Linked DNA regions of Mus musculus: regions 2, 3, 4 and 5 are each linked to region 1. The links are chromatin contacts, called in public HiCAR-type and promoter capture Hi-C maps. All regions are on one chromosome and are shown on one strand. The core of a region is the stretch at or near the end of the contact, and the rest is flanking DNA. Distances in the headings are between cores, read along the strand shown.

Evidence for each region. Promoter capture Hi-C pulls out the DNA fragments that hold promoters and counts their contacts. HiCAR-type assays count read pairs that join an accessible place to other places.
Region 2: a contact with region 1 is called in a promoter capture Hi-C map of pre-B cells, with 2.4 times the contacts expected there. The contact joins the enhancer-like site here to the promoter of Lxn in region 1. A contact is called at or near these places in 3 of 39 promoter capture datasets (the HPC-7 cell line, embryonic stem cells and pre-B cells) and 3 of 115 datasets of contacts at active chromatin or transcription factors (astrocytes, large pre-B cells and pro-B cells).
Region 3: a promoter capture Hi-C map of hippocampal neurons shows a contact between it and region 1, with 6 times the contacts expected there. The contact joins the promoter of Ptx3 here to the promoter of Lxn in region 1. A contact is called at or near these places in 7 of 39 promoter capture datasets (the 3T3-L1 cell line, 3T3-L1-derived adipocytes, hippocampal neurons and 2 more) and 1 of 115 datasets of contacts at active chromatin or transcription factors (astrocytes).
Region 4: a HiCAR-type map of astrocytes shows a contact between it and region 1, with 4 times the contacts expected there. The contact joins the enhancer-like site here to the promoter of Lxn in region 1. A contact is called at or near these places in 7 of 39 promoter capture datasets (the 3T3-L1 cell line, cranial neural crest, embryonic stem cells and 3 more) and 2 of 115 datasets of contacts at active chromatin or transcription factors (astrocytes and embryonic stem cells).
Region 5: a promoter capture Hi-C map of hippocampal neurons shows a contact between it and region 1, with 2.2 times the contacts expected there. The contact joins the enhancer-like site here to the promoter of Lxn in region 1. A contact is called at or near these places in 2 of 39 promoter capture datasets (the 3T3-L1 cell line and hippocampal neurons) and 3 of 115 datasets of contacts at active chromatin or transcription factors (astrocytes, embryonic stem cells and stem cell-derived neural progenitor cells).

The regions. Positions count from the first base shown.
Region 1 is chr3:67,461,864-67,465,884 of GRCm38.p6, forward strand. It overlaps Lxn (latexin), which reads right to left and starts at 2,044. Exons shown (of 6, transcript NM_016753.4): 1 at 1,723-2,044; 2 at 496-558. The coding sequence starts at 1,851. The region is part of intron 13 of Gfm1 (G elongation factor, mitochondrial 1); the gene reads left to right.
Region 2 is chr3:68,704,086-68,708,106 of GRCm38.p6, forward strand. No RefSeq gene overlaps it. Among named protein-coding and RNA genes, the nearest start is that of Il12a, 15 kb to the left of the region's middle. Within about 2 kb of position 1,691, at least 33 of the 459 cell types and tissues checked have an H3K27ac peak or open chromatin away from gene starts, as enhancers often do. A contact at or near this core is called in the HPC-7 cell line, pre-B cells and pro-B cells, where this site is marked.
Region 3 is chr3:66,217,731-66,221,751 of GRCm38.p6, forward strand. It overlaps Ptx3 (pentraxin related gene), which reads left to right and starts at 2,157. Exons shown (of 3, transcript NM_008987.3): 1 at 2,157-2,461; 2 at 2,920-3,321. The coding sequence starts at 2,332. The region is part of intron 4 of Veph1 (ventricular zone expressed PH domain-containing 1); the gene reads right to left.
Region 4 is chr3:68,574,387-68,578,407 of GRCm38.p6, forward strand. All of the region lies in intron 5 of Iqschfp (Iqcj and Schip1 fusion protein), which reads left to right. The region is part of intron 2 of Schip1 (schwannomin interacting protein 1); the gene reads left to right. Among named protein-coding and RNA genes, the nearest start is that of Gm22073, 29 kb to the left of the region's middle. Within about 2 kb of position 2,150, at least 62 of the 459 cell types and tissues checked have an H3K27ac peak or open chromatin away from gene starts, as enhancers often do. A contact at or near this core is called in astrocytes and hippocampal neurons, where this site is marked.
Region 5 is chr3:68,507,075-68,511,095 of GRCm38.p6, forward strand. The region is part of intron 5 of Iqschfp (Iqcj and Schip1 fusion protein); the gene reads left to right. All of the region lies in intron 2 of Schip1 (schwannomin interacting protein 1), which reads left to right. Among named protein-coding and RNA genes, the nearest start is that of Gm22073, 39 kb to the right of the region's middle. Within about 2 kb of position 1,792, at least 170 of the 459 cell types and tissues checked have an H3K27ac peak or open chromatin away from gene starts, as enhancers often do. A contact at or near this core is called in astrocytes and stem cell-derived neural progenitor cells, where this site is marked.

The DNA of each region.
Region 1 (4,021 bases), core at 794-3,293:
GGCGCCAACTACAGTTCCCTTCTTTTACATTTATTTCATTGATAATTTGACATGCATTCAAAATTTTCAAACTTTCCTGTCCCACTACTGCAAGATTAGTGGAATCACTGTTGGAGGTTCTATTGTTCCTGAATTTCTAAATGTACTTAATTTGAATATCCAATTAAAAACCAAAATAAAAGGCAGGCATGAGAAAACAGTCATGACTGGAGAGTAAATTACCTCTTTCAGTCCTACAAGGCGTGAATTCAGACTGCTTGGAATCTACTTAAGGGTAATTTATTTGAACTGAAACACAGACTTTTCTAAACAATTGAACAGAAAGAAAGTGCTCAGGCAGTCCACACTGGCTTGTGAAGCTCTGCCTGCAGAGCCATGGCTGCCCATACTCAGAATCTCCCAGCAGCCGCAGTGGAGGCCCAGGGTAAACCCTCAGCGAGAATGAGCCGCAACACTGAGAACGCACGCGTATTCTAGAAAAGACAGCTCACTTACTTTTTGGATAATTTCTTCCACAGAAAACTTAAGATGGTACTTGTGCCCTCTTCCTGGGATATCCTAAAATTAAGAAAAAAATATAGTGGAGAAAAGAATACTGTAATATATCACATCTTTTTAGTTAGGACATTCTTATTACGTGACTGGGAGGGTGGCTGGTGGGAAGAAATACACTAAAGTTTTGCGTCTTTTAAAACATCCCAGGGGTCTTGTTCTGACGTTCCTCATGACTGTACATCTTACCATCCTTCATCGCTTCCCAAGCCCGGCTGCTCAGGAAGGCGGTCATCGGGTGTCTAGCATGGACTTGGCAGTATCTAGCAAGTTTATTTAGGTAGGTCTAGGAAGCGGGTGGAAACGTACAGAGGACACAGATGCAGTGGCAGTAGGCACATCTTTGGAAGGGTTTGTCTTAAAGCCGGGGGTACCAGAGTGTTCAGTGAGTAAACGACGTGTGGTGGATGAGTGCCAAGTGCTCAGAGACAGTGTGTGTAAGTGCTGTTGATACTGTCCTGTCAAACACCACTTCAAAAGACCTTATGAATAGATCATTTAGATATCCCCCTTTTAAATGAAAGCCAGTTTTGAAGTGTGTAACTAATTTATATTATCTAGTACAGTTTCGAAAATAAAAATCATTTCTTTGTCAGCCAAAAAAATCTTGAGCTGTAAGAAAAAAAAAATAGGGACACTCGCTAGGTAGGTGAGGCCCTTTAGCCTAGCCGGCTTCAGCAGAGGCAAGGCTGCATGTCAGGCAGGATGTGGGCGGCTGGAGCCCGAGCAGCCCACACTGCCTTTGTTTTTTCCTCGGGGCGAATTTCTTGCGTTTTCCCGTCGTTTTGGGCAAAGGGCTTAAGAGTTACTCTTAAAAGTTTATGGAGTCGTTTGGAGGCCATGAGCTTTTGTTGGCCAAGGCTAGCTAGCGGCAGATGGAGAAACTATAACAGCTTCCAGATTGTTTAGAATGCTGTCTTCCCTAGACCTCTTCTCTCCACAGGAAAGGGTGAGATTAACCCCGTGTATTTCCCAATCCCTTAAACTAATATGCACAAAATCTGGCTGCATAGGTCCTCTGCTTTACCGTGAAAGCAAACAGTTCTGGGATGAGTCCCATATAGGGGAGCTCATAGCAATGCTATTCAGAGGCAGAGCAGGGTCCCGCGGCCGGGATGGGGTGGGGGCAGTAGGGGGAGCCGATCGCAGGGCTTCTCCTCGCAGACTCACCTCCTTGCTGGCCTGCTGGACCGTCTGCACCAGGAACAGCTTGTGGGGAGTCCCCTGCTGGTAGTTAATGCAGTTCTCCGCCACCGAGGCGGCCCTGGACGCAGCATAGTGGGTGGGTGGGATTTCCATCTTGGGGGAGACAGCGCGGGCTATCCTAGTTCAAAGAGATCACGGCGGGTGCAGCCAGGGTCCCGTCAGTGTGGAGTGCTGGCCAGCCGAGTGGGTGTCCAAGTGGGTGTCGGTGAGGTGGTGAAGTCAGTCGGTAGCTGGGCTGGGCGTGCGCGCTTGCTCGCTCCTCAGCGCCTTCCTTCCCTCTTCCTCCTTCACTCAGGAAACCGTTCGGGCAGTGGCTCTGCCGGGAGCCTCGGCCCCGCCCTGGGGTAGGCGGGCACCTCCGGGAGAAAAGCTCGGGCATTCCCTCCGGCTCCCGCGGGTCTGGGCAGGTGTGGAGCGGGAGGGAGAACCTGGAGGAAGGGGAAGGGCTTTCTGGCCTTGCCTCGATGGGTCCTTCTGAGGGCTTCAGCTGCCGGATGAGGAATCGCTGGCTGTTTCACGTACAGATTAGAGTACACCTCTCCTTTTTCAAACGGGCTGTCACGGGGCAGGGGGCAAAGTGCTCCAAGTGTAATTCAGCCCTTACCCTTCCCTTTGTGAGACTCTTGCTCAGCCAGGTTCCTTTAGAGGCAGATCCAGAGTGGGAAAGCAGAAAAGCCATTTTAAAACGTTGGGAGACTGGTCAGGATCAGAGGAAATACTTCCCCATTCATAAGACCTTAGTGATCTTAGAAATATAAAGCTTAATGAGCGTGAACCACCACTCCCATCTTTCTTGAAATCCTATTTTAATGACTTTTTATGTGTATGTGCACACGTGTGTGCAGGCACATCAGATTACCCGGGAGCTGGAGTTGTGTGCCACACAGTATGGGTGCTGGGGACCAAACTCAAGTCCTCTGCCTCAGCTGCCGAGCCAACTCTCCAGCCCCATCTCTATTTCTCTTAAAAGGTAGATGGTTGGAGGCTTTCTGGGTAGACTGTCTATGTTGCAGCCACTCTGCAGAGAAGGGGAAGGTGCCCTGTGGGACACGTGTTGCTTTCCTCGTGTGCTAATGGAGCTTTCCTATAACTGAGGACTTTCTTTGGGCCCAGTGGATTATTAAATACCAACCAACTCAGTTCGTTCATTCCCCATCTTTTCTAGTTATGTTAGCCAACAGCAATGAAGCAGCTAGGGGATAACAAGTCTAACTTTTTTTTTTTCTCTTGATATTGGAAATGTTTGTCTTTTTAGCTGTAAGCCAACCCCTTTAGGAGAGAGTGTGTGTGTGAGTATGGGCTTCCAAAGTGAGCATTTTAAAGTCTAACGAATAGTCAAAGATTCTGTATTTAATAATTAGTATAGACTGGCATGATGGCACTTGAGGTTTCTTAAAATTGTAATTATTACTTAAAAGGGAAACTTTTTCATTTAAACATTAAATAAACTGAATTGCAAGAATATCATTCCTAGCCTTGTGCCTTCTTTTAAAATGTCTTTCTTAGAGTTTTTGCCTGCATGATGTGTGTGTGTGTGTGTGTGTGTGTGTGTGTGTCCCTATTGCCCAAGGAGGTGTCAGTAAAAGGTGTCAAATTCCATGGGACTGGAGTTAGAGATGACTGTGAGCCACCATGTTGCAGGGAATCAAATCCCAGTCTGCAAGAGCAGAAAGTGTTTTCAACCACTGAGTTGTCTGTTCAGTCCCACTTGGGTCTTGGTTACCTACTACAATCTCACCAGTGGTTGATATTCAGTCCATTATCTTCAGACTTGAGTAATATGTAGATTGTCTTCAAGGTAATAAGTTATTATGAGTCCCCAGGATTATATACTTTATACTACTGGTATTATATTACAGTATGAGCATTAAACAAGATAAAAAAAATACTGTGGCTTATAACTTAGTATGAATATAAAATCAAAATGGCCAGTCATGGTGGCTCATGCTTTTAATACAAGCACTTAGAAGACAGAGGCAGGGGGATCTCTTGAGAGTTTCAGATGACCCAGGGCAAAATAGTGAGACCCTGTCTCAAAAAAAAAACAAAAAAAAAAAAAAGTAAAAATAAATCTACAAATTATAGATTTTTTTTTTTTAAAAACCCACAATTCTTAATATGACATGATATTTTGACAAAGTCTTTCACGGGTTGCCAGCAGTGTGACTCCAGGCTAGTCTTTGCCCTTCAGCATGCCTGCCTGCCTGCCTGCCTGCCAGTCAGTCTCGTCTTTCAGTCTGTTCTCGTTCAGTGCCCACCAGTG
Region 2 (4,021 bases), core at 441-2,940, 1.2 Mb after region 1:
CTGTGTGTGTGTGTGTGTGTGTGTGTGTGTGTGTACATGTGTGTTTGTGTGTGTGTCTATGTTTCTGTGTGTGCATACCTGTGTGTATGAGAGAGAGGGTGTGTGTACATGTGTGTATTTGTATTTGTATGTGTATGTGTGAGTATGTGTGTATGTGTGTATGTGAGTGTGTGCATACATGTGTGTGAGAAAGAGAGGGTTGTGTATGTATGTGTGTGTGTGTGTGTGTGTGTGTGTGTGTGTGTGTACATGTGTGTTTGTGTGTGTGTCTATGTTTCTGTGTGTGCATACCTGTGTGTATGAGAGAGAGGGTGTGTGTACGTGTGTGTATTTGTATGTGTATGTGTGAGTATGTGTGTATGTGTGTGTGTGTGTGCATACATGTGTGTGTGAAAGAGAGGGTTGTGTATGTGTGTGTGTGTGTGTGTATGTGTGTGTGTGTGTGTGTGTGTGTGTGTGTGTGCACCAGCAGCTAACGCTTTGAGTGCTGTGTGTGCTTGCTCACATTACTCTATAGAGGAGCCTGAGGCTGGAAGCATGTCGGTTCTCCTGGTGGGTAGGTGGCACATGCTCATTTGTACCAGTAAACCCGAAAAGTACCTTTCTCTGCCCATATCAAAGTCACAGTAAATCAAAGGAGCATTTCCTCTCCACGACTATGCCGTCCTCACAGTGACCGAGGCTTCTGGACTGCTTCACTTCCCCCAGAAAACTTCCAGTACAAAAAGTGTCACATTACTTATAAATGTGCATGCCTCTAGCTCCTGGCACTCAACAACAGGAGTGAAAAGAAAGTGCCACGGGAGAAGAGACTGAAGGAAAGGAGGTCCAATGACCGGCCCAACTTGAGATCCATCTCCTGGGGGGCCACCAAGGCTGGACACGATTCCTGATGCTATGATGTGCTTACAGACAGGAGCCTGAATGGCTGTTCTTTGAGAAGCCCTACCAGCCGCTGAGACAGACACAGATACTTACATCCAACCATTGGACTGAAGTTGGGGACTCCTATGGTTGAATTAGGGGAAGGGTTAAAAAATCCGAAAAGGAGGGCAACCCCATAGGAAGACCAGCAGTGTCACCTAATCCAGACCCCAGGGAGCACTCAGAAACTGATCCACCAGCCAGGAGAATACATGGGCTGGTCCAAGACCCCTGGCACATATGTAGCAGAGGACTGCCTGGCCTCACTGGGAGAAGATGTGTTTAATCTTAGAGAGGCCCCAGGAAAGGGGGAGGATTGAGTGGAGCACCCTCTGGGAGGCAAGAGGAAGAAGGAATTCGATGAGGAACTGTGGGAGGGGGGACTGAGGGAGGCAACAACTGGAATGCGAATAAATAAAATAATTTAAATTTAAAAAGAAAGAAAGTGCCACGGGCTTCCCCAGGTTTCTCATTTCCTTTTCTAAACCAAGTATAGTCCAATAAAGTATTCTTCATAAATTAGTTCCAATTACTAAAGCAAAGGCAAAACATTAAAAAATATATGCTTGCTCCCTTCGAAATAGCTATACATGTTATAACATACAATGTGTATAAGTACGACTTTTAATAATTTAAATATCTGGTTGGGTGGTTAAGTGGTTACCATACTTTAAAAATAATTCCTTGCTGGCAGAGCATATACCACAGTAGTAAATGTGACTTCCTTCCTGTTCAGATGTATCAGTCAGAAACACATCCTGGGTTGGACGGATAGCTCAGTTTTTAAACTATTTCTCTAGCATTCACGAGGTTGCAGGGGGCGGGAGGGGGGGATGGCTCCATTTCTCCTGCACCCCTTTATAGAGAGGCAGAACCAGGGCTGAGAGCAGAGCTGGAGCAAAGTGGTTTTCCTCACAGAGGAGGAGAAGAGCAAGGGGTGTGGTGTAGGGTTCCTAAATAATCCTGATGACCAAGTGTCTGTGACCTCGGTCCTCCAAATGTGCCCCACTTTCTAGAGTTTTCACCACTCCCCAATACCATCAGCAGGCAACCAAGACTGAGTCTTCGAACAACATTTCAGGTCCAAACCATAGCACCAAGCAAACATCGCATATTCTATTCCACACTGCTCCCAAGAGAGGCAGCTCAGGGGTCCCAATGGAGTCCTGGTAACAGCACCTCCCCAAACCCTCTCTCCTCAGTGACTGCCTACGCAGCGACTCCATTTTTGAGAGCTTTTTCAGTGCATGCGCCAGGTAAGTTTCCTTTTCTGTCATGGTTTATATATAAAATGCACCCACAAAAGCTTAGGTGTGCCAACACTTGGTTCGCCAACTACTGACAAGATTTTAAAAGGTTGTGAAATTTTAAGAGATGAGGACTGGATGGTAGAAATAGGTCATCGGGTTCAGGCTTTTAGGGCATCAGCTCAGCCAGCTACCAGCTAGAGCCCTCTAAGGCAGCCGTGGAGTGACACTGCCGACCCTGCCGCAGGCACTGCTATTCCAACCTCTCCCAGCCCTGTGGACTGTATCCCCTCCAACTAGGAGCCAAACAAATCCCTGCTTTCTCAAGTCCTTCCTGTCGGGTAGTCTCCCACAGAGACCGGAAACGGAAGTAATACTCTTACTCAAACAGGTTTTGAAACGAAGGCAAAGACAAAAACTCCCAGAATTGATTCAAGCCACTCGTGTCCTTATTTCTGTAACAGAACCTTTTGGCTTTTTACCTTTTACTTTTTAGCTTTCCAAGCTTGCCTGAGGAGACTAATGTTGCTATAAATGCAAGGAGTGTCTTCTCAGCTGAAAATCAAGCTTGTAGCAAATGGGTTCAGCCCTTCTGAGACAGGAGCCGGCTGTGAATGGGCTAATGCAGGATGAAGGTGGGTGACTGGCTCAAGGAACTCTAACCAAGGAATGTCCATCAACACGGGGCAAAAATGAACAGAACTCCATCTATGGACTCCAGGGCACAACTGCAAGTCTGGCCAGCAGTCAGAATTCACCCAGGGCCTCCCAACAGCGTCAGAAACTGGAAAGCCATCGTCAGAACTCCTCAGACCTGTGTATCAGGGAGGCCTGGAAATGTCTGAAATCTCCATCCCAGCACTGCATCTCAGGTCCCCTAACCTGGGGTTAAGCCTTTCAGCAGGCACCAACTGCTCTACCCCAGGAACTCCAGACCATGGGCAAATGTCCAGCCCCACCATTCTCATAGGGACACAATCATCAAACAGGGGTCCTTAGAGAGTGTCATGAAATATGCTTCTACATGAAGACGTGAAGAGGAAGCTTCCTGTGAACCCAAGCACCAATATAACCCAGCAAGCTCAGGATACAGAAGAGTCCCCCTCCTCATCTGATCAGGAATTAATAGTAAAATATTTGGTTTAAATAAAAACATCTCAGAAACTGAGAGGCTCTGCTCACTCTTCTAATAAAAGAACAAGGAGGGACATACAGTTGTCCCAAACCAGTGACAATATCTGTGTGAGCCTCTCTACCTGGACTACATCCGCCGAGCCTCAGTCCAGGCACCAGAGAGCTGGGTTCAAAACCACCTGCTGCCCACAGAACCAAGATGACAGCAAGAGCAGAATAGGATGCTTTAAAAAGTGAAAAAGTTATACTACTCTTTCAGAGGACACACGTTCTGTTCCCAGTACCCACATCAGGTGGCTCACAGTCACCTGTATCTCTAGGAGATGCCCTCTTCTGAACTCCATTGGCCATACATTCACCTGCATACACACACACACACACACACACACACACACACACACACAATTTCAAAATAAAACAGTTAAAAAGTGACTCATAGAATTGATAGTGAAACGTAATAGTACATCACTTAGGTAGCAAACACAGGACCCTGATTTTGACTTCCTACCCCCGCCCCCCACTCTACCCCCACCCCCAATAACTTGTAAGTAAATAACAGTGCAAAGAAAACAGTAACCATGGTTAAAGGGTGATTTCTCTCCATCTACAATTTGTGGATTCTTTTTAAAACAGTTGAATAAACATATCTATTATGTTAATTTCCATCAACAAAATCCCTGGAGGGGGCCACATCCACCACCCTCCTCCCCACACAC
Region 3 (4,021 bases), core at 907-3,406, 1.2 Mb before region 1:
TGTTCTTTTTTTCTCCTCAGAGGTCATCATCCCTGTGAAGTTAGTATTTCTCATTGTTGTGAAGGGTTTTCTACCTTAATTACATGTGTGCATCCATTATCATCTTAGAGCCGTTTTCTTGCCTTATAATTTTACATGAATAAATTAATTACATGCAGAACTCTTTGCAAACTATTTTATTCCATTCGCTATTATGCTGGTTTTCATTCAAATTGGCCTCTTACCTTTATTCTTCCTGTTTGCCCCTCTACCCCAGGGCACCATTTTGTTAATGTACTCTATGACTGAAAGACATTATTTTCTATAGCTTCCAGAAGAAACCATCAGAAAAAGGGCCCGAAATCACTCAGACTTGTTATCTTCTGTCTTCTGAAGTCCAGATCTAGCCATACCACTCATGGGCATATACTCAAAAAATGCTCCACCAAACTACAGAAACACCTGCTCTACTATGTTATAGCAGCCTTATTTGTAATAGTCAGAAACTAGAAACAACTCAGGTGTCCATCAACTGAAGAATGGATCAAGTGTGGTACATTTACACAATGCGATATTACTCAGCTATTAAAAACAAAGACATCGTGAAATTTGCAGGCAAATGGATGGAACTAGAAAAGATCATCCTGAGTGAGGTAACCCAGGCCCAGAAAGACACACATGGTATGTGCTCATTTGTAATTGGACATTAGCCATACAGTACAGGTAACTATGCTACAATCCACAGACATTGAAAGAACAGTAAGCATTTTTATCCAGTTCTTCCACATTGCTTTTTCAGACAGGGTCTCTCGTGGGCCTTAACTTGCCCAATAGGCTTAGCTGTTTAGCCAGGGATCCCAGAGGCTCTCTGTACTGGCATTAGGACCTCACAGCACCACATCAGGTTTCTTAATGTGGACTCTAGAAACTGAACTCGAGCCCACAGCCTTAGGAGAAAAGCACCTTACAAAGCTGTGGCTCCACACTGCCCTTTAAACAATATCGTATTGTCTCATATTGCCATCGCTTTCTGATGGCTTTAACGGTTTCAAACATACCCTGTCTTTAGCCGTGATCTCAAATAAGTGAAGCTCTTGAGCAGGGGCCTGATGCCTTTTGACTTTGTGTTGATTCATGCTTATGATGCCCTGTTCCCTCCGTGTCTAGCTATGTTTAACTGTGGATTCATTTTTATTGTGGTGGATGGTACATGCATGTGCATTCCAGATGCGTGAGGGCACTCAGGCCAGGAAAGCCACTCATGAGTCTCTGTCAGGAGCAGAGGAATTTACCTATGGAAATCCAAGAGGCAGCCTTCTGAGAGGCCTGGCCTGAGGGTAGTAGCCCTGCCATCATGATCAGGATGTGACTGGTAACCCTCCCCCTCCATCTCCTTTGTATATTGGAGACTTGTATCAGCTCAGGGGTATCCTCTGGGAGTGGTTCCCTCTAGATCTGTGTAGTTTTTTAGATCTTGCTTTATTTGGAGTTTATTCAAATGTTTTAATTTTTTATCACTATTATTATGACTTATCAACACCTATCTAGGTACTTTGCACTGGGGGAGGGGGCAGGTTTTACACACACACACACACACACACACACACACACACACACACAGTCACTAATGTAAATTTAAAACAGGACCTTGATAGGATATGTCAAGAATACCCAAGCACCTAAAGCCACTATATTCCCGCCCTCACTTTCCTGTTTTACTGGGTTTTGACCCAGCCATACTGTGTTTTTTAGTTGCTCCACCAGAGGAGTCAAGACTAGTTAGTCAAGATTGACTTCTAGAGTCATAAAAATTCTTAATGGGTTATTTTGGAGTCACGGAATCATTTTCTATAGCTTGGTCTTGAGAAAGTATCCAAAGGAAAAGTGAAAAAAAAAAGTTTTCCATAACTTCAGGGGTTGTGGAGTAATGAAAGCTCACACCAAATGCCAAAATGATAATTCGCCCTGTACCTCTGTGCTCCTCACCCCCCAAAGCGCTAGCACTTCAGGTTACAGCAACTAATCCTCAGGGGCACCAGAAAAGTCCAGCTTCCCTCCCCTTCTCCCCCTGACTCGCCTCTAATTAATCTGCCTGCAGTGTGGACCTCGGTGGTTTAACATTGTGCAACCTCTTCAGCTCCCTTGCCCTCCCACCCAACCCCCTCCCCCAAATCCAGGGGAACTCCCTCGCGCTGTGCCACCGACATTAGTCATTCATCCCGCTCATGCTTTGGAGCGTTTATTAAGGGCTTCACTCCTGCCTCACACTATCTCTCCCGGGCTCAAACTCGGATCACTGTAGAGTCTCGCTTCTTCCCCTGCGGCTGCGAAGCAAATTTCGCCTCTCCAGCAATGCACCTCCCTGCGATCCTGCTTTGTGCTCTCTGGTCTGCAGTAGTGGCTGAGACCTCGGATGACTACGAGCTCATGTATGTGAATTTGGACAACGAAATAGACAATGGACTTCATCCCACCGAGGACCGTAAGTTCATTTTTAACTCTCTCAGCGTATCAAAACTACATAACTCACTTTTTGGGGGGCGCGATTAACATAATTAACATAGATAGCCAATGAAGCAAGCTAAAATTATACTTTATTTGTGAAAGCAAGGACTGGGGGAAAAAAGGAAAGCAAGAAAGCAAGGACTATCTGAGAAAAGCCAGAGGTTTTAAATTATTTTTGTAACATTTATGATGAGTTAAGTTATACGAAATCTTTAACTGTTTTTAGCTATATTAATGGCATTTTCTCAGTTAGTTTAACATGTCCTATAAAGAATAGTCCTGTGTCATCTTTGAGTTTACACGCACGCTGTTTTCAGAGCTATCCTTAGAAGGAGAGCGGTTGCTGGGGACAGGCTGAAACTTGGAGTCACCAAGAGTGCAACCCATGGCCACCCAGGACAAGCTGATAACACTTGTGTGTGTCCTGCGTTCTAGCCACGCCATGCGACTGCCGCCAGGAGCACTCGGAGTGGGACAAGCTGTTCATCATGCTGGAGAACTCGCAGATGCGGGAGGGCATGCTGTTGCAGGCCACCGACGACGTCCTCCGTGGAGAGCTGCAGCGGCTGCGGGCAGAGCTGGGGCGGCTGGCGGGCGGCATGGCGAGGCCGTGCGCAGCCGGTGGCCCCGCAGACGCCAGGCTGGTGCGGGCGCTGGAGCCGCTGCTGCAGGAGAGCCGTGACGCGAGCCTCAGGCTGGCGCGCCTGGAGGACGCGGAGGCGCGGCGACCCGAGGCGACAGTGCCTGGCCTAGGCGCTGTGCTGGAGGAACTGCGGCGGACGCGCGCCGACCTGAGCGCCGTGCAGAGCTGGGTCGCCCGCCACTGGCTGCCCGCAGGTAAGCCCACGGTCGGCTCTGTCCCTAGAGGCAAGCTTTTGTGGGGACCCTCACACTCAGAGCCCCAGTACTTTTCATAGGCACACTCACAGAGCTCACACCACGCCAGGCAGGCTCATTGCCTTTTAAAAGTATTTCCAAGCCCGAGGAACCCAAAAGAAAAAAACGAGGATTTAAACCATCAGTCTGGAAGTTGACGTCAGAGGTTCCTGATACCGGATCCGACCAGATATTGAAGGAGTCCATTGGCAGGTGTTTAACAGTGACCCTCCTCGCTGCCCCGAGTCCCTCCGTTAGGGATTTCCAAGTCTTCTAATTTTATCCCGTCACTTTCTTTAGGCCAGCTCCTGTTTCCTCCGACTATTTCAGGGCCCTGGCTAACTTCAGCGACTTTCCCAGCCCCTTGGCCGACTCCTCCCCCTCTGCTCCTTCTGAGTTGACTGGAGCCTAATTGGATCTCCTGCAGACTCAGCAGAATCCCTTCAGGGTTCCCTCATCCCAGTTTAGTTCCACAGTGAAGGTCAAGGGGGGCATGCTTTATAAAGTCAGGCGCAGGAGTCAGAGGGAGTAGATGACGGCTTTATCCAGTCCCCCAGGACCACACAAGAAAGGGACTATTCAGACTGTGCAACTTGTCAAAGCCCCACATGAACTCCATAAAACTCCCAACTGATGAGGGCCCCTTTGGTATACTCTTAAA
Region 4 (4,021 bases), core at 900-3,399, 1.1 Mb after region 1:
AAAAATGATTTCTCTAAATCCTTAGCTTGATGCAGTCCCAAGTCACTGGTGTTATCAACATTTTTTTTCCTCAGAAACTTGCCCCCCCCCCCCCCGCCGCCGCTTTTTTTTTTTTTTTTTTTTGGCCTGGGACCTATTTGTATGTTAAAATGGCAGTGTAGAGCAGTTGTGGCATATTGCTTAGGCTAGTAGGGCTTTTTGTTTTGTTTTATTTTTTTGAACCAGAATTTCACTCTGTATACAAGACAGGCTTGGAGCTCACAAATGTCATCCGGCCTGTGCCTCCCCAGTGCTGAATGCCCATGTCGCCAATCCCAGCAGGTGAGCGCTCCTAAGGGGTTAACAGAGGTTCGTTGGCAGGTTGATTATTTTCTCGCATCCGTGATGTCTAGTGGGATTTCTGGAGGGCCTTCTAATGGAGCAGCTATGAGTGGGGGCTCAGACTCCAGGCTCCTGAATGCTGTGTGCATATCTTGGCGCACACATATAGATGCTGCCAGTGCTATATCATCAGATGGCAACAGGGTTCTTCTAAACGACTTACTGGTCTCTGTCCTTGTCTCTCATCACTCACAGTTTGTTTCCAACATGGTATCCAGAATAAGCTGTTAAAATCAAGGTCTTATCATGTGCCACATCCCCAAATATCTTGAAAGTTTATCATCCCGCTTAGAAGAGGAACCTTGTTATTCACAGGACCTGGGCTTTATACCAGTGTCTCCCACCTCTCCATCCCCTCACCTCCATTTCCTCCTGGGGTCCAGCTCTGCTTGCCTTTACTCGTCCGTTCAGTCCCTCTGGTCCACCTGGTACACTCCCCTCCCCAACCCCACCCCCAGAGGCTTGTCACATTTACCATTGGGTGCATACTTGTGCTAAAACATTGTTAGCCCTTCATCTGGAATTCACAGTGCACTGAGCAACCCTACCCTACACCTTGTTCTTTCTTCAGGCCTTTTCTGGGGGTGCCGCCTCTTTAGACAAGCCTCAAGTTTTCCTACTTTTCATTATAGTTCCCAAATTTGTCTTTATAGTAAGCATTTGCCACCACCAATGAGTACCAATTTTACTTCACTGTCTGTGTTTGGTTTCCATTGCTGTATGAGAATGGCTTCTTTTCTAAGGTCTCCAGTACCGTGCATGGGCAGACATGTCTGACCAAGTAAAAAGGCATTGTGAATACTCTCCTCCTTCCCTCTTCGGACTTGCCTTTCTGTGAGGGATGCGGGTTGCCCTCTTTCCCCTTACGTCCATTTTCTCATCTCTGAAATGGGGTTTTGCCTGTTGACACAGCATAGCCATTGTCTGGTCCTCTGCCAGAGGCCATGCCTCTGCACAAGCAAGTCAGCCATTACTAATTTAGAGCCACCTTGCTCCTGTGACTGTTTCTTCTGTGTTTTTGGAACCTCATCAAGCCACGTGTCACTTCCGTCTCCACTGTTCCAGGCTGATAGAGGCTCAATCGATCCTGCGCTGTTGGTGATATGCTGGCCAAGAGCTTATGTGTCTCCTCTGAAGCCAGTGTCTGGATAGATATCCTGTGCCCCAAGCTACCTGAGCCAAGGGAGAGTGGGCAGAGGAATTCTGCTGGGGAATTTTCCATGGTAGTTTCAAGTCACCCTGCTTTTCTGATCTCCCTTCCGAGGGGTTCACATGAACCTCCAGCTCACTAAGTCATGCGTTGTCACTTTCGGTCTTCACCCCGTTAAAAAGCAGAGCTGTCTGCTGTCGACCTCCATTTTCCAGTCTTGGGAGGAAGCCAATCTCTTCTTCAAGCAGAGAATCTTGCCCACTGCTTCAGGCCTGGCAGCCTTCAAAAGGCCAAATTCTTCTAAATTGATTCTGATGGACGGCTTAGAAATATTGTTAACTTGTAAGCACAAGTTTAGGTCAAGGGGGTCCATTGAGCTTAAAAACTCCCAACTATTTTTTTCTCTTCTCCTGCAGTGTTGTTTGGGGGTAAGTACAGAATGGGAAACAATGACAGGCTTTCATCCCCCCCACCCCCCACTTGCTGTAGCTTAAATGACCAGCTCTGATCTAGATCACACCCTTGAATTCCTAGCTACTGTAGCCACTGTGGGAATGGAGACACAGAAGAGATAAAAGGGCATGTGACTAGCTCCCATCCACCTCCCTCCCCAGCACAGAGTCCCTTCTTCAGGCGCAATCAGGAATCTTTAATGTTTCTCCAGTCCCTTCGGATGGAGTCCAGACCCTTTTGCGTGGATTCAAGGCCTGGCAGGGATCCAAACCCTGGCAGAAGCACTTCTCCCTCTCTCCCCCTCCCTCTTCCCTCCGGATTGCTCGCTGCCCCCACACTCTTTGTCCCTGCTGTGCTGCCTCCAGCTGGGCTGCCTTCCGCCCACACACCACCTGCCCACACCTTTTGCCAGCTACATTCAAGGCGCAAATGCCAACACCTCCTGCAGAAAACTTCCTCCCCATCAAATGTCTCCCCTGCACTCTTCTCACTCGTGAGCACCTCTTCACAAGGCTGTAACCTGTGTCTGCTTCACCCATTAGAGAAAGACCCCTAAGGACAAGATCCTTGTGTCAATTTTTAGAGGGCTCTGCCTTACACATAGATTATACGTTTATTAAATGTTTGCTGGACTCCATTTCCGGCAGTTGGTATGCTCTGAGACCTGAGAATCAGAGAGCAACCCAGATCTCTGCCTTGCAGCAGGAATTCAGCAAAGCTGAACCCAGCACTATAGGGACCAGCTACGAGGCTTCTGCACCTCCATTGCCAATGCTTTAAACATCCTATATGCCAGAACAGAGAGACACAGGGCAACGAGCAGTCGCTGAATGAAGGAGATGCACACCCAAGCCCAGTCCAGTCTGGAGAATCCCTCCATGCCTGCTGGTTTCACCCCAAGATTTTGCCATCCTGCCTCATGATATATCATCTGGCAGGTTTGCACTTTTTCTTTCTTTCTTTTTTTTGTAAGCTTTATTATTTTAAAATGTATGCAATAAATGAAAATATCACACACCAAAATTAAGCAGACCCAAGGCTGGCACTAGTAGGTAGAACTTCTTCTTTCTAAACAGCTAGACTTGGCATTCAAAACAGGACCTCTGAAGCTTCAACTACGTTACACTCGTTTAATGCTAAATATACTTTATGCACCCATCCAAACAAGCAAGACTGTGACAGCTAGAAAAACAATTAGCTTTATGCCCTCCTTCATAACTCATGCCTATTACCGGCATGCGGTCCTTCATCCCTCCTTATCCTTAGCTCCTCCAGCTTACCTCAGAGATCCTGCTAAGCTGTCCATCATTGTCTCTCTCCGGGTTCTTCCGTACTTACTTGAGGCAAGTATTCACTGACAACCTGCCTTTCCAACCCACTCTTTTCTTTCTTTCTTTCTTTCTTTCTTTCTTTCTTTCTTTCTTTCTTTCTTTCTTTCTTTCTTCCTTCCTTCCTTCCTTCCTTCCTTCCTTCCTTTCTTTCTTTCTCTCTCTCTCTTTCTTTCTTTCTTTTTTCTTCCTTCCTTCCTTCCTTCCTTCCTTCCTTCCTCCCTCCCTCCCTCCCTCCCTTCCTCTCTCTCTCTTTCTTTCTTTCTATTCTCCTCTTCCCACCTCCCCTTCTTTTTCCTCAGTCTCTCTCCCTCCCTGCACCTCTTCTTAGGACCAAACCCAGGGCCTCCTGAACATCAGGCAAGTATCTACCACTGAGTTGTATCATCTGTCCCCCGTCTTTTCTAGTTTTGACTTTGAAACACAGCAGTCCAATGATCCTGGTGACTTAGCCTCCTAAGTAGCTGAGATTTACAGGTTTGCACTACCAACTTCACCTGATTCTTTTGTTAATAACATTACATCTTCTGAAAATTCGGGTTTCTTTGTTTGTTTGTATATTTTGCAAGATAGATGGGGAACATGGTATACAATTTGTGAGACCTAGTTCTCTCCAGCACTTTGTGGGCTCTGGGTACCAAACTCAGGCTTGGCAGCAAATGTTTTTACCCTCTGGGCTTTCTCACTACCTCTCACGGTTTACCATCTT
Region 5 (4,021 bases), core at 542-3,041, 1.0 Mb after region 1:
CTGCAGGACTTGTCTCCAAAACCAAACAAAGTGGATAAGAAAGATAAGGAAGAAAGGCAGCCAGAGAAACGTGAGCAGAACACATGGTGAACCCTGTAAGCCCTGTGCCCCCGAGTGAGGGGTGTCAGAAAGAGTTCCTAAGCAGAGGCAATCTGCACCCTTACCCGCAGACTTTTCTGTTTTTCTTTTCTTTTTAAAATTAATTTATTTATTTACATCAAATGCTGCCTGCCTTCCCAGTCCGCTCCTCACTGAGACTCCCCCCCCCATCTCCCCTCCTCTTCTTCTCTGAGAGGGTGGGGTCCCCTGGGTATCCTCCTACCCTGGAGCATCAAGTCTCTGTCAGGGTAGGCTAGGCATCAGTGAGGAGCCTCTCTCACTGAGGCCAGACAGGACAGCCCTGTTGGGAACAGAATCCACAGTCAGGCTATAGCTATAGGGAGATCCTCTGCTCTAGTTGTTGGGGGACCCACACGGAGACTGAGCTGCACATCTGCTACATCTGTGCATATATGCTACATACGCGTTCATACCTGCTCTTTGGTTGGTGCCTTGGTCTCTGAGAGTTCCCCAAGGTCCAGGTTAGTTGATTATGTTGATCCTCCTGTGGGGTTGCTATCTCTTTTAGGGCCTTCAATTCTTCCCCCGACCTCTGTCCAATAATTTGACTATAGGTTTCTGCATCTGTTTCAGTCAGCCGATGGGTAGAACCTCCCAGAGGGCAGTGATCTTAGGCTCCTGTCTGCAAGCATAGCAGAGTATCATAAATAATGTCAGGGATTAGTGCTTGCCCATGGGATGGGTTTCAATTTAGGCTGGTTATTGGTTGGCCATCCCTTCTAGTCTGCTCCATCTTTGTCCCTGCATTTCTTTTAGACAGGACAAATTTTGGGTGGAAAGTTTTGTGGGTGGGTTGGTGTCCTCATCCCTCTAAATGGGCTGTGGACAACCACAAACTGTCACTTCTCATTGGCTCTAATTCTGTATTCACCAAGGAACCATGTGGGAGTGTAGTCTCCAAAGCAAGTCCGTTGGGCTTTTGTGACTGTGCTGGGTAAAGCCTGGCAGAGGAGGGGATCGACAGTTTAAACAGACAGGTAGACGTGGCCTGTGGTTTAGAGGACTGGATTAGTTATAAGGAACATACCCAGGAGATTGGAAATGGCATAAAAAGAGTGTTGAGACTCCTGCATACATGCAAAAAGGAAGAGAAATCAGGAAATTGGGATGTTCAACATTTATTGGCTGACCAGATGATTAGAGTTTTAAAATTTGAAACCTGAATGTGTTCTGGGCATAGTATGTCACTAGTAGAGGCTTGTTCAAGTGACGCAGTGTAGTCTCATAAAAATTTCCTCTTTACTCCTTTTTTTTTTTTTGTATTTGGCTGACAGGATGGTGAATTCTTCCCTGAGGCTTGTTAAAATCTTTTCCTAATTACATGTTTGATGTAGTGTAGATTATGATAGCACTAACCTAGCATTTCTTTCAGCAAAACCGTTTCCCAAACCAAAATGTCTTGAATGACTGCTTCAGTTCATGTGTTCCTGCCAATTCATTAGATGCCCTTCTCTGGGCAGAAGGAACCCTGGTGTCCTGTCCCAGGCTGTAATCGTCAGCGTACCCTCCTGCAGAGGATGCATGTGGGTGTGAAGGCCGACATGAGTTACCTTCCTGAAGCTCTGCAGTTTCCGTTAGGGAATTGACCTCTTTCCTTTGTGTGCTGTGTGCCTTTGGTTAGTGAGTGATTACAAGTGGCTGACTCATGCTCTGAGAGCTTCCATCTCAGCTGTTCCTCTGCCAGCTCTGCGTGGGTGGAAGGGCAGCCAGCCTTGGACTAGAGGTTCCGTGTGCTGGCTGTGAGGTCCTCTGAGCTGTTGTTAGACATAACTGCTGCCTAGCCTTGTCCTGTAGGAAATGTGGCTGTGGCTTCTTTCCCTCCCTCAGCTACTGCTCCTGTTCACTCTGTGTCTTAACATCAGAGCTGCTGGCTTCATTGTTCACAACAGGAACCCTAACTCGTAACCCTAAGCATACACTCCTATGGCATAAAACTCAAACTCAGATTGTGCCAGTTGTAGGCCTGTTAGCACTTAAATAGACATCTTTAACCAAATCATGGAATCTTGAAGCTTTGATCAGCCTTCAAGCCACTGGCCCAGTGTTCTTTAGGCTGCAGGCAGGGAAATAATCACACAAAGAGACAGAAATATGCTAGTTATCATAAACTGGACATGATCTATGAATACGTACACAGACCACAGGACTCATCTGCCCAGGGGCATCTGGTGCATACACCCTTACCCGCATGTCCTGCTCTGTGTCCCATCATACCATTTATGGGGTGACTGGATGGGAGTAAGGGAGCATCTGTGACATGGAAAGGGTAAGCATGACAGGCACATGGGAACTCAGCCTGCTGTGTTCATGGTGTAAGTAGCATTGTGCAGACATGGCAGCAGAGTTTGCTACGTTGTAGGCAAGTTTGTCCTCTGTGATCTCAGACCTTGATGCAGATGAAACTTACCATAAGGAAGGGTTATTAGCCTGCCCTGGAGCCAAACAGCAGCCTCATGCTTATCAGGAATAACAACCTATAATAAATACTATGCTATAGATCTCATTTTCAAGTAAGAACTGCTCTGCAACCATTCCTTACTTTGTGGATTGTGTGTTTTTTTATTTTTTTGTTTTTTGTTTTTTGTTTTGCATGTTCTAAGATGCAAGCCTTTAAGTTCTAAAGGGATAAATCTGCTCACTCTGCTTTGAATTAAGAGAAGTGGATGCTCACAGTCAGCTATTGGATGGAACACAGGGCCCCCAATGGAGGAGCTAGAGAAAGTATCCAAGGAGCTGAAGGGGTCTGCAGCCCTATAGGTGGAACAACAATATGAACTAACCAGTATCCCAGAGCTCATGTCTCTAGCTGCATATGTATCAAAAGATGGCCTAGTTGGCCATCATTGGGAAGAGAGGCTCCTTGGTCTTGCAAACTTTATATGCCTCAGTACAGGAGAACATCAGGGCCAAGAAGTGGGAGTGGGTGGGTAGGGGAGTGGGGCGTGGAGGGGGAGGATATGGGGGACTTTTGGGATAGCATTTGAAATGTAAATGAAGAAAATACCTAATTAAAAAAAAAGAGCATTCATATAAAAAAAAGAGTTGTGTTTTAAAGTTGTTTCTATGACGCTTTTCAGAAAAGCAGGCAGGTAGTTCACCAAGTGGTGAGAGAGAGAGAGGAGAGAGAGAGAGAGAGAGAGAGATGGGCCTGTCTATCCTTTGACACCCTCCCTTCTAAAAATGTAAAACACTAGCAAAAACTATGAAAGAGCAACCACATCCCCACTGTGTGGTGTTTAATTGTAAGAACAGTAGCTGTGGTGGCTAATCCGGATTGCCAACCTGAAACCTTTGAAAGAGTGATCCTAAACTGAAGAATTGCTTCAATCAGATTGGCTGGTGGGACATTCTCTTGTTTACTAATTGATATAAGTGGATCTAGCCCACTGTGGGCAGCACCATCCCCAGTTAGGTGGGCTATATATAAAAAATGTAGCAGAGCCAGGTGGTGGTGGTGGTGGTACACATCTTTAATCCTAGTACTTAGGAGGCAAGGAGGCAGAAGCAGTTGGATCTCCTAGAATTTGAGGTCAGCCGGGCTTACAGAGAAAATTCCAGGACAGCCAGGGCTGCATAGAGATACGCTATGGCGAAAAAGAAACAAACAAGCAAACAAAAAGAAAGGTTGGGGAACGTGAGCCTGGGAGCAGGCCAGCAAGCAATGGACTTCTGTTGGCTTCTGCTTTGACTTCTTATCATGGTGGATTGCAACCTTTGAGGTGAAATAAACCCTTCCTTCCCAAGTTGTTTTTGGTCCTAGTGTTTATCACAGCAACAGAAAGCAGAGTAGAACAGTAGCAGGGCTTAGTGAGTTCCTTTTATGGCCAGCGACTCCGCTCAAAACTTTTCATTTCTTGTGGCTAAGGCTTGCACTGGGGTGGGTGGAGACTGCTACTATCTG